Linked DNA regions of Mus musculus: region 2 is linked to region 1. A link is a contact called in public HiChIP or PLAC-seq data. All regions are on one chromosome and are shown on one strand. Each heading gives the region's core, a stretch centred on a gene start, on an enhancer-like site or on the middle of the called end of the contact. The rest is flanking DNA. Distances are from core to core; before and after follow the strand shown. Region 1 has its middle 12 kb from the start of Lncbate1. Region 2 overlaps Zfhx3 (zinc finger homeobox 3).

Evidence for each region. HiChIP or PLAC-seq counts read pairs in DNA pulled down with a chosen protein or histone mark.
Region 2: an H3K27ac HiChIP or PLAC-seq map of microglia shows a contact between it and region 1, with 4 times the contacts expected there. The contact joins two enhancer-like sites. A contact is called at or near these places in 1 of 484 Hi-C or Micro-C datasets (granulocyte-monocyte progenitors) and 4 of 115 datasets of contacts at active chromatin or transcription factors (extraembryonic endoderm stem cells, fibro-adipogenic progenitors, microglia and 1 more).

What each region holds. Positions count from the first base shown.
Region 1 is chr8:108,593,610-108,599,244 of GRCm38.p6, forward strand. It overlaps a transcript of Zfhx3 not described here. Among named protein-coding and RNA genes, the nearest start is that of Lncbate1, 12 kb to the left of the region's middle. Within about 2 kb of position 1,677, at least 51 of the 459 cell types and tissues checked have an H3K27ac peak or open chromatin away from gene starts, as enhancers often do. A contact at or near this core is called in microglia, where this site is marked.
Region 2 is chr8:108,746,727-108,751,919 of GRCm38.p6, forward strand. The region is part of intron 1 of Zfhx3 (zinc finger homeobox 3); the gene reads left to right. Among named protein-coding and RNA genes, the nearest start is that of Zfhx3, 35 kb to the left of the region's middle. Within about 2 kb of position 2,410, at least 102 of the 459 cell types and tissues checked have an H3K27ac peak or open chromatin away from gene starts, as enhancers often do. A contact at or near this core is called in microglia, where this site is marked.

The DNA.
Region 1 (5,635 bases), core at 427-2,926:
AAACATCGAGAACGACCCTAAAAGCCTCCCCCAACTTTTTCCCTAAAAAAGAATCAATGGAGCCCAAATGCTAAGCAGACAGTGACAGGGCGACTTCAGAGCAAGCGAGGAGTTCTAGACAGCATCATGGGGACATGAGGTTGTCACTTTCCCAGAACTGAGAAAAATATTGTGGGCACACACACACACACACACACACACACACACACACACACACACTTCTCTGTCTATTGTGTTTTAAACAACAACAACACCTCAAAAAAAGTCCCAGGAAGAAGCAACGGGGAGAGGAAAGAGGGCAGAAGAAAGAAAAAGGAGAGAGAAGAAGTACGGGGCAGGCCCCGCCATGAGAAATCAAGGCAGTCCAAATGACATTTGACACCGCCAGGCCACAGCTGAAGAACAAGGGAAAAGTTTTAGGGCGACTGTCATTGACCCATAGTCCTTCACTCCTAACCTTTCCCTCCAACATATGTTTCTCATTTCCTTGCTTATAGCTGGTCCAAGCTAATGATATGTGTTTTGGCCAGGGTCCCGAGCTCGGCATACAGCCGGTCTTGTTCTCATTGTCCGGGCTACTTACAGAAACCTCTTTCTCTGTGTCTTTCTCTCTCTCTCTTGCTCCAAAAAAAAAAGTAAGAAAGAAAGAAAGAAAGAGAAAAAGGGAAAAAGGAAAGAAAAAAAAAACCGCCTTAGAGAGCAGTAAATATGCAAAGCAGCCCCGAGCTCTATACAGCTACCATCTTGAACATGGCCCTTGCCACCCTAACACACCCCATCAATAAAGGCCTGAAGAGAGGACCCACGGGTGAGGGGTAAGTTCAATACAAAAGCAGTGGAAATTCAAACAAATTGGCCCATTAGAGTCTCACACAGCTATAAATACAGCACACACGGGCTATTTTGAGGGACGGTGGCATGGGAAAGTTCGGCCTGGAGTCTTGAGTCTGTCAAAGGAGACGGATCTCTTCCAAGACATGGGAAGAGGATGGACCCAGTGCTCGTTCAAGGAGGGTAGGGAGGAGGAGGGCAGGGAGAAGGAAGACTGCGAACCAGCCCTCACAGACAAAAAGTAAGGAGGTAAGGCTTATTCTGCACAGCAGGACAGCAGGACTCAAAAACCTATGTTCAAACCTTGGGCCAGTGTCTGTCACTCAGAGAATCCCTGATCTCTGAAAAACCCGGACATGCCCTTTTGCTCCTTAGGGGTCAATGGACCAGTTCACTCTTCCTGAAGGACCCAGCAGGCAGAGGAGGAGGGGTGGGAACCAGTGAGTCCTAGGCAGCCTGAGTCTGAAGGAGGTTCTGACTGACCATAAGGGGACTATGGAGGAGTCCCCTTATTCTGGCCATCAGACCCTGAGGACCAGCATCCAGTGTGGATATATTTGTACGAGATGTGGGGTGCTATAATCTGAATTTGAGGAAACTGGAGCCCATAAAGGAGAGTTAGTAAAATGTACAAGCAGACAATTCGTATGCAAATGTCAAGAGCTGTTTAACATGTCCCTTGGGGCCTGTCAACAGCCGGCACTGAACTGCCAGCAGTTAGGAATGAGTAAACACGGAACACACATCTACTTAGGCATCAGGTACCTGCCTAGCCGAGCTGCTTCTTCACAGCCCTGCTGTCTGTGAAACTCCCAGTTCCTCTGCCTTCAGACCGGATACCCAGAGCAACCGCAGGTTTACTCGGTCACAGTTTGAGCGCTTACTGCCTACCAAGCACTGTCTGAGACATAAAGGCCACACAGACACAGAACTGGAATCGCAACTGGCCTGTCCCTGACCCTACAATACCCTGGTTGGATTCTGTTCTATGTTGTAGCTTGCTAGAGTCTTTCCTTTAAAAGTCCTATTTTGGTGCATATATAAATGTGTGTGTGTGTGTGTGTGTGTGTGTGTGTGTGTGTGTGTGTTTCAATACATAAAAATGACAGTGTAAAAATATAACATCCTCTATTTTAGAGGCTCTTTATAACTTGCCGAAGTCAAGAGAGAGTTCCCAGATTATCAAGAAAATGGCTTTAGCAGATTAAATTTTAATGAGTCTGGGAAAAGGCTTCGCTGTATTCTGGGTTGGAGTCCTTGCTGTGTATGTGAAGTAGAGTGGAGTCCTTTGCAGATGTTGGATCTGAATTCTCCATGTTGTGTATGAAACCTCAGATCCTCTTCCGTGCGGGGCCCATAAGGGCACTTATCCCAGGACAGCATAAAGGGGAAGAGTCTGCCCAGATTCCCATGACAACTCCCTTTTCCTGAAAGTCTCTGACAGACACTTCCTGGGGAGACAGGAAGTGCGGACAGGAAGACAACTGAGGTCGTCTCTTCCCATGTCCGGCTCGTCCCACCTCCTAGATTCATCTGGTAGCTGACAACTTCGGGCTGTGCTTCTGTGTTTTCGCTGGTCCCGTCCCCAGCTGTTCTGGAGAACGTTGGGAGGCAACCAGTGTCGCTTTTGTCCCCTTTTTCCCAGAAGCCACGGGGATCTCAAACATACCTCAGTAATAAACTGCGTAGGAGAAACTCATGAGGGGAAGAGACGTCAAAAAAAAAAAAAAAAAAATGTGATATAACTGACTCCAAAGTAAAAATAAATGATAGGCTGACTTCATGTTTGTAGTTAACATTATGACGTTAACAGTTATTCAGTAAGTGTTGCAGGATCCTGAGTGTGTGCCAAGCACTCTGCTAGGGTTGGCCATAGAGTATTGCACAATATAGATATAGTCCCTGCTTTCTAAAGCCGACAGTGTCAAAGGATGCCATCAGGGGAGAGACTCACCTCACCGGAGTAACCTCGAAGCAAACACGTACATACCAGTTGTCAAATGCAGTGAAGAGAAAAAAAAAAACCAGTTTAAGAGATGGCACTGACAGGGCCTGACTGAAATCTCAGTGAGGAAGGGAGTCTCCCAGCTCCTAGTGAATCCCAGCTCCACTCAGGGACCTGAAGGGAGACTAGAGTGTGGCTCTCTGCTCCACGCTCACGCACTTGAATGCCCTACCAAAATATTTCACTTTGAAACCTGAAGAGTCGTGGGGGGGGGGGGGGGCTGGAGAGACTGCTCATCGGTTAAGAGTCACCGACTGCTCTCCCAGAGGACCTGAGTTCAATTCCCAGCCACCACATGGTGGCTCACAACCATCTGTAATGGGATCCGACGCCCTCTTCTGGTGTGTCTGAAGACAGCTATAGTGTATTCATAAATAAAATAAATAAATTTTTAAGAAAAAAAGTTAATTTACAAAAACCTGGTTAAAAAAAAAAAGGAAGAAACGTGAAGTGTCAGCAGGCATAACCTTCAGATCTCTATGTTCATAATCGCCTCAAAGCCAACACAGGAAGGCACGATTTGCTTATGTTTATTATACACAATGCTCCCAGTTCAGGGCTTGAATATAGGAAGAGTCCCAGAGCACAGCATTTGCCTCCTGAGGACTATTTTGACTAATCTAAGATTCCCACATCTGCATCCCCAATGCCCAGCAAAATTCACAGGGTTATTACACTATCACGGTGTCATGTGCTAAATGCTTAGACTATATTAGAGAAACCGATGTCTCTTCTTGGCATGTCTTCTCCGGACCCTGCTTTGGCTTCATTCATGGGCATCTTGCCATTTTCAACACCATAGTTTCATTGAGCCTTCTTGGGGACAGGGTCCAGTGTGTAGAACGGGGACAGCAGCTCTGAAAATAATTATAAAATAAATAAGTAAAGTGGGAAGCAGCAAGGAGGGGACAGAGAGCTTTCGGGGGAGTGTTTCCAAATAACAAAAGGGGAGGCTGACTAGCTAACTAACTAGCTAAGTAGAGGTTACAAACACCCTAGAAGTGTAAGGAGGAAGTGGAAACAGGAGACGTTCAGTCGTGGTCATGGATGCCTGTAATCCAGTGCTAGGGAGGCAGAGGCAGGAGGGTCACAAATTTAGGGTCAGCCTGGGCTACATGGGAAAAAAAAAAACAACCTTGTTTTTTAGGGGCTGGAGTTGTTAAGGAATGACTCTGTTGTTAAGGGCACTGGATGCTCTTACAGAGGCCCCTGATTTGCTTCCCAGCATCCTCATGGCAGCCCACAACCATCTGTTACTCCAGAGGATCCAACACCCTCTTCTGGTCTCTCTGGGCAATCCATGAACATGGTGCACAGTCATACATACAGGCTAAATACCCATACACATAAAAATAAGTAAAATAATAAATAATTTTAAACCACATTTTTTAAAAAGAGTGAGAGGGAGAATGAGGTGGCTGCTCGGAAAGGCTGTGCCGTGTATGTCACTGAATGTGCTGCAGATGGAGAGATGTGACCGCATCCTGTCATTCTTAGCATAAGTGTTGGAGACACCCCCAAAGTCAAAGAGGTCGAGGCAAAGAAAGTCTGTAGAGCGGGCGCTCAGTTAGACACTGGACACTTCAGAAGGGGTGAAGTGAGATCCGAATGTGGCAAACGGAAGCGCAGAGGTTTCTGGTGTGAATGAAAACAGTGGAACTCCGGGGGAAGCTCTGTCAGCTGGGGCTCAGGATGTAGCTCAGGTGGGAGCATGCTTGTCTGGCAGTGTGAAGCCCTGGCTTCGGTCTGAAACACCACACAGACTGGGTGTGGTGGTGCACACCTTCCATCCCAGCACGAGGAGGCTGACAGACTTCTGTCTATTCTACATAGTGTGTTCCAGGCCAGCCTGTGCTACATAGAGAAACTCTGCCATAAACAAGACTTTTTTTTTTTAATGGTATGTGTGTTATGTGTGAATGAGCATGTATGTCCCAGAGCCCAGAGACAAAGGATCCCTGGGAACTGGAGTGATAGGTGGTTAGATACTACCTCATATGAGCCCTGAAGACCAATCAGGTCCTTGGCAAGTACAGGAAAGGCTTTTGACCACTGAGCCATCCCTCAATCCCCGAAGCAAGACTTAATAGGAACAATTTGGGGGGGGGGGATGTTTAAACAAATGTTTATTTCATTAAAGACAAGCGGTGGGAAGTGTAGTCTCTTGTTAGAGTTGGGTGGATCTCCACATTTTAAAACCATTCACATTAGACTGGAGATCAATGGAGAGAAATGTCTGAAAAAGTTTGAAGAAGAAAAGGGGTCGGGGTGGGGGGTAAGGGGTGGCTTTTTTTCAGCAAAAAGCCCAAAGCAAGAGCCATTGTCCTTAGTCAGGAGCACTGGAAGAATTTTCCTCAGAACAGACATGGTTTAAAGTCGCCGCTCCTTGGTCAGACCCCTGTTCCCCAGGATGGTGACAAGTTCCATAATTGTTCTGACTTTGTTGGTTTTGTTGGGGGATTTTTTTTTTCCTCTCCACAAACCTGTTCATGAAAGTCCCATAAAATGGCCTTACCCAGCCCTCTCTGTCTCCAGAAATATGATACACGGTGGCTCGAGAGAGAGAAAGAAAAGAAAATTATTTTTGCCTTTACTTCACAGGCGCTTGGCACAAGTTGAGCCCTGAAATGGTTAAAATATCGGCACATTTCACTGGTCTTGAGTTACTCATAAACATTGGGTCGAGCAATTTCACTCAGTCGCACATATTAACTTCTTAAGTTCTTCTCTCTGAGGATGTGGACTGTTATTTTATGCCAGAAGTCCCATAATTAAGTTTGACATAAGCGCATGGATTAA
Region 2 (5,193 bases), core at 1,160-3,659, 150 kb after region 1:
TGCTGTGGGGGAGCTGCTGTAGTTGGTGGGTCTGGAAGTGTGTGGTTGGAGGGTAAAGGTGATGCCAGCGCTACACACTGACATCTTATGTTATCTCTACCTGTCTCACTAAAGACCATCTCTTAGAAATAGGGAGGGAGGCTTAGATGCAAACTTTAGAAGCCTCTCTCCTTCCCAAGCAGTGTGGTATTTATTGTTTGGCTAAAACTATAGTATGTTGAGCTCCTAAGGGTAGAAGTTGAGAGAGAAAGGAGGAGAGAGTATGTAAAGGGTCTTCACGTGAGTCTGTGGCGGATGAGCTCAGGCAGTGTAGAAGGAAGCAAAGGTTACAGTTAGATGGGCGTGGTGTGTTGGTCACTTAGAGGGGACAGGCAGGAAAGTGTGCATGGTGGTGGTTTCCTCTCCACCTTCCTTGTACTAGAGATGATCAGGGGATGTGGGAATGACTGGTCTGTGACATAGCGTCAAAAATGGAGCCAGATGACAGGCCTCATGGCTTCATTGTGACTTTTTTGGCAGTTTTTAGGGGAGCAAGGAATCCTGATTCGGTTTCTGGAGTGCGTTTTCCATCTGTGGGTGCATTTTCTACTAACCAGGGTCATGCAGATGGTTCATTTCTTGGCCAGACTCTAGAGGTATTCTTTTTACTTTTTAATTTTTTTTATTTTTTGGTTTTTCGAGACAGGGTTTCTCTGTGTAGCCCCGGCTGTTCTGGAACTCACTCTGTAGACCAGGCTGGCCTTGAACTCAGAAATCCACCTGCCTCTGCCTCCCAAGTGCTGGGATTAAAGGCGTGTGCCACTATGCCTGGTTCTAGAGGTATTCTTAAGAACTTAGTGGAACTGATTTTTTGGGGGTGGTGGTGGGTGTGGGTGAGTTAGAATTATTAATAATATCATGGAGCAGTGTATTAAGTTCTAGGTAAGCATCTCCCTCCACCACCAGGTGCTGGGACTTGAACCCAGGGACGTGTGGCAAGCACAAGTTCTCCCACTGAGCTAACCACCCACTCTCTAGGGAAGAATCGCCAGGGCAGAAATCTTGGGTAATGATGTTCCCAGATTGCAACACTCTCAAAACTGGGAGATAACACGATTTTCTTTTTCGACTCAGTTACCAAGATCAAGAAGTCTTTCCAGGTTAGAGCAGTGTCTGCTCTTCCAGAGGTTGGATTGGCAGCACCTACAGGGTTGTGTACCTTCCTCTGTAACTCCACTTTCAATACTGGGGACGCAAGGCTTGCACACAGTGCATTTGCAACCAGGCAGGCAAAACACTCATATATAAAACAACCCCCCCCCAAAAAAAAAGGGAAAATAAAAACTTAAGGTTACTCTTTTAAGAAGAGTTAGTTTCAGCCAAGTTCCAAGAAGAACTTAGAGGAATTTAGTCCTGGCCGCCAGTGGGCATTAGGCTCTAGACTCAGGCTGAGTTGAGACCCAGCACAGCCAAGTTCTGGAGATGAACGGGGTGTACGGTTTCTGCTTACTGCAGGATGTTCCTGTCCGTGCTTTGGTGTTGGAGAATTGAGGCAGGGTCCCCTGTCAGGCGGGTTCGGCCTCTGACCGTGGCAGTGTAGACACTGGTTCAAGCTGCCTCTGCTTTTCAGTGTTTCTGACATTTGCCTGCAGCATTTAGCATGATTTCATCTTTTTTTGGTTTCGTGAGCCGATAGTGTCCCTTCCGGTACAGATTCTTGTTTTGGTAGCCGTGGAAAATGCTTCCTCTTTGGGCTTAGGAAACAACTGTCAGTTTTCTAGACCTAGACAGGAACTTATCCAGTAGTCCCAGAGTGTCCGTGAAGACCTCCCTTAGTAGCAAAACTGGCGTGTTCCCACCAAAAGGCATCTACAAAGGACATCTTAATTCTACATATGCCTTTAAAAATTATTTATTTTTATTTATTTATATAAATTGCAGCATTATCTCTTGGGAAAGATTTACCTTAAATCTTAAAAAAAAAATCTACCCCTAAGTTTACAGCATTAGCACATATGTAGTGCCAGCCCTTGTGGTACTTAGTTTAGGAGGTGAATGGATCCGGTGGGTCAGACCTTCTGGACACTGCTACTCTGAGGGTGTAGCTTCCAAAGACAGACCCGACATATTCAGCAGACTGGAGATTCCTGGCTGCCAGCTCAGTTCTTTTATGAGGTGTCTAGAGTCAGCTCCCCAGAGAGGAGGAGGCTAAGATGAGGTCACCTGGTCCTGCAGGTCAGCAGGGGAGGTTCTGCCCTGGGGCTGTGTGCCCAGTCCTTGGATAATGCGGTATTTTCGCTTTAATGCATCTGAAATGTGGATTATACTATTAATTACTGCAGGACAAAACAGGATTAGTGCAGCTGCTCCGCTCTCCTCTCTGCACTTTTACACTTCCCCTTTGCTAGGGACCAGCCAAAAGGGCAGTTGGTTTTCCTGTGGTCTCTCTTTTGTCTTAGCCGCAGGGGGTGCTGAACCTCTGGGGCTCAGAAGACAGAGAATGTGAGCGAGGCCGCCAGGCTTGCAGGGGCCAGGGGTGGGGTGGTTTCCTTCCCTATAGCTGGGGCTTTTTTTTTTTTTTTTCTATGTTCTGAGGGTGTCTGGAGGGTGGCCTGGCCTCTGTAGGAAGAGTTGTTACAGTCTCTGAGCTGTCAGGTTTCTGCAGCTGGAGTCGTGGTGCCACAGAGTGTTGTTCTGTGTGTGGAAGCCCACAGGCATCCAGTGGGTTGAGACTTTCTTATGTAGTGAGAACTTAGAGAAAGGAGACTTGTGGGATGGCTCACGGGGGTAGGGGTGGGGTGAGGGGGGAGAGCTTGGTCCATCTCAATCCATACTCACACACACACACACACACACACACACACACACACCACACAGACACATATACAGAGACACAGACATACACACACAGACATACACAGATACACAGACAGACACACACAGATACACAGACAGACACAGATACACATCCAGACAGACACAGAGACAAATAGACACACACACAGATTCATATATACAGACACACAGAGAGACACAGAGCCACACAGACACACACACATATAGACACAGAGACAGACACACAGACACACACTTTCTTTTTATTTTTAAAAAGTGTAATGGGAAGGCCTTGACTTAGGCTGCTTGTCTCTAGCCAGTGTGTGAGGGTGGAGACTAGCGGCCTGCAATGAGGTAATGCCCTTTGTATTTTGAGAAGCTCTAAATCCCCAAGCTTGGCTACTTCTCCCTTATCTTTGCATAAAGCATTATAGATTTTAAGTAATATATGATTACATTTTCTATTTTTCCCATATTCAAGCTAGTGTGCTCATTTTTCATCCATATGGAATGAATTTTTTTTTTAAGTGGATGAGGCGTTAAATAACCACACCTCACTAACAGTGTTCCCAAGAGTGCATAACTTGGTAGTGTTTGCAGTTCTGTAGAATGTAATAATCTGTCGTGTGCAGGCGTGTGGATTTCTGTTTACTGGCATCCTTCATTAGAGGGTAACATAATATACAGAATTTCCCAGTTGCAGAAATTAGAAGTAGGAAGCAGCTTCCTTCAACAGAAACTGGAAAACTGATTTATGGACTTCACTTTTCTTCTCTCTCTCCAACTTGAGAAAGTGACAGAGTCCTCGAGAGGAAGGAAAGGAGTTGATGTGGCAGAAGACCTTTTATCACAGGTTAATTCAATTAATTTGGGATCGCCATTCACACGGAGCAATAATGGGGTCCGCAGCCGCAGAGATGCACAGCAGCACTTGAGAAGATAGGAGAGGGTGGGAAAAACTGAGACTGTCTTCTCCACTTCACCCTGTGAATTGGGAGTTTTCAGAATAGCAGCCTGACTGAATACCAGTGAACTCATAAGGTTGATTTTTCGCCCCCAGTTTTCCCCAAGATCTTACTTTTTTTTTTTTCCAAACTTGGAAATCGTACAAATTACAGAATTAAGAGGTTATTTATTTATTTATTTATTTACTTCTTTTTATCTGCCTTTTCTCTTCTCAGGCCATAGCTATAACATCATAGGGCCAAGCCTTGCTCAGGGAACCAGAACTCCGACTTTCACTTAAAGTATGGGCACTGATTGGGTAATATATTTGGAATTTCTGTGGTTTTATTTCCATTGAGGGACAGTGTGCTTATTAATTAATGAAAAGGGGCTGGGGGTGAGTTCCGTGGATAAGAGTGCTGGCTTAGCATGCAGGAAGCCCTGGGCTTGATCCCTCCTATTACATAAACTGGCAATGGTGGCCCAGGCCTGTGACCTCAGCACTTGGGGCGTGGCCAGAGACACAGAAGTTGTCATCCTCAGCCACGTAAAAGCTTTCCAGATCAGCCTGGCCTGCACCAGACTCTTAGACAAACTAGAATTGACATGTTCCCCTGTTCACGAGTAAAGCATGCTGTACTACGGTCACGAGGAAGACCTCAGCGTTCAGAGAACCAAGGTGTAGCGGTCACTGCCAAGTTTGCGTTTAGGGGACACATTTGTAGTTTGAAGCCCGTCCGTTATTAAATGGGGGGTAGTGAGAATAAATGGATTTAACTTTCAGTTTAGAGTTGGGAAGAATAAGTAAGAAAAGATGTATTGAGAAAGAATACTAGGAAACAAGTGGACTTAATGGGCCAGGCCAATCGAAACATTTGAATTGATAAATCTAAGAGCTACCTATTTGGGGGGAGAAAGAAAAAGAAATGGGCCAAGTCATTATGGCGTCTAAGTAAGAAAAGAGCTAAAACCAAGTTGGCATTGTGGAAATGGAGTAGCATTCTACCTTGTATTTGAAATGAAATCTTTTTTTTTTTTTTGTGAGATAAAATACAGTCATTTAAAATACAAATGTGAAAAATCCCAGGGAGGAGACTATTTTAGGGAAATGACTCAGACATCTAAAAATTTAAACCAAGAACTAGAAGAGAAGTTGAGAGAGAGAGAGAAAGAGAGAGAGAGAGAGAGAGAGAGAGAGAAATGTGAATGACAATAATAAAACATCCCAAAGCCTTCCCAAGAAAGGCCTGGGATGCAGTGAGTTTAATGGGTGAGTTAAGTTCTTTAAACTTTAGTAGACAAAATAATTGCCCGTGCAGTAAATTTTTCCAGAGCTTACAGAATTATCACAGTTCCAGGAACCAGCACTGTCACAGAGTGTCCAAAGATGCCGAGAACCCAGGGGGCAGCGATGTGACCCTGGAGGAGAAGGCA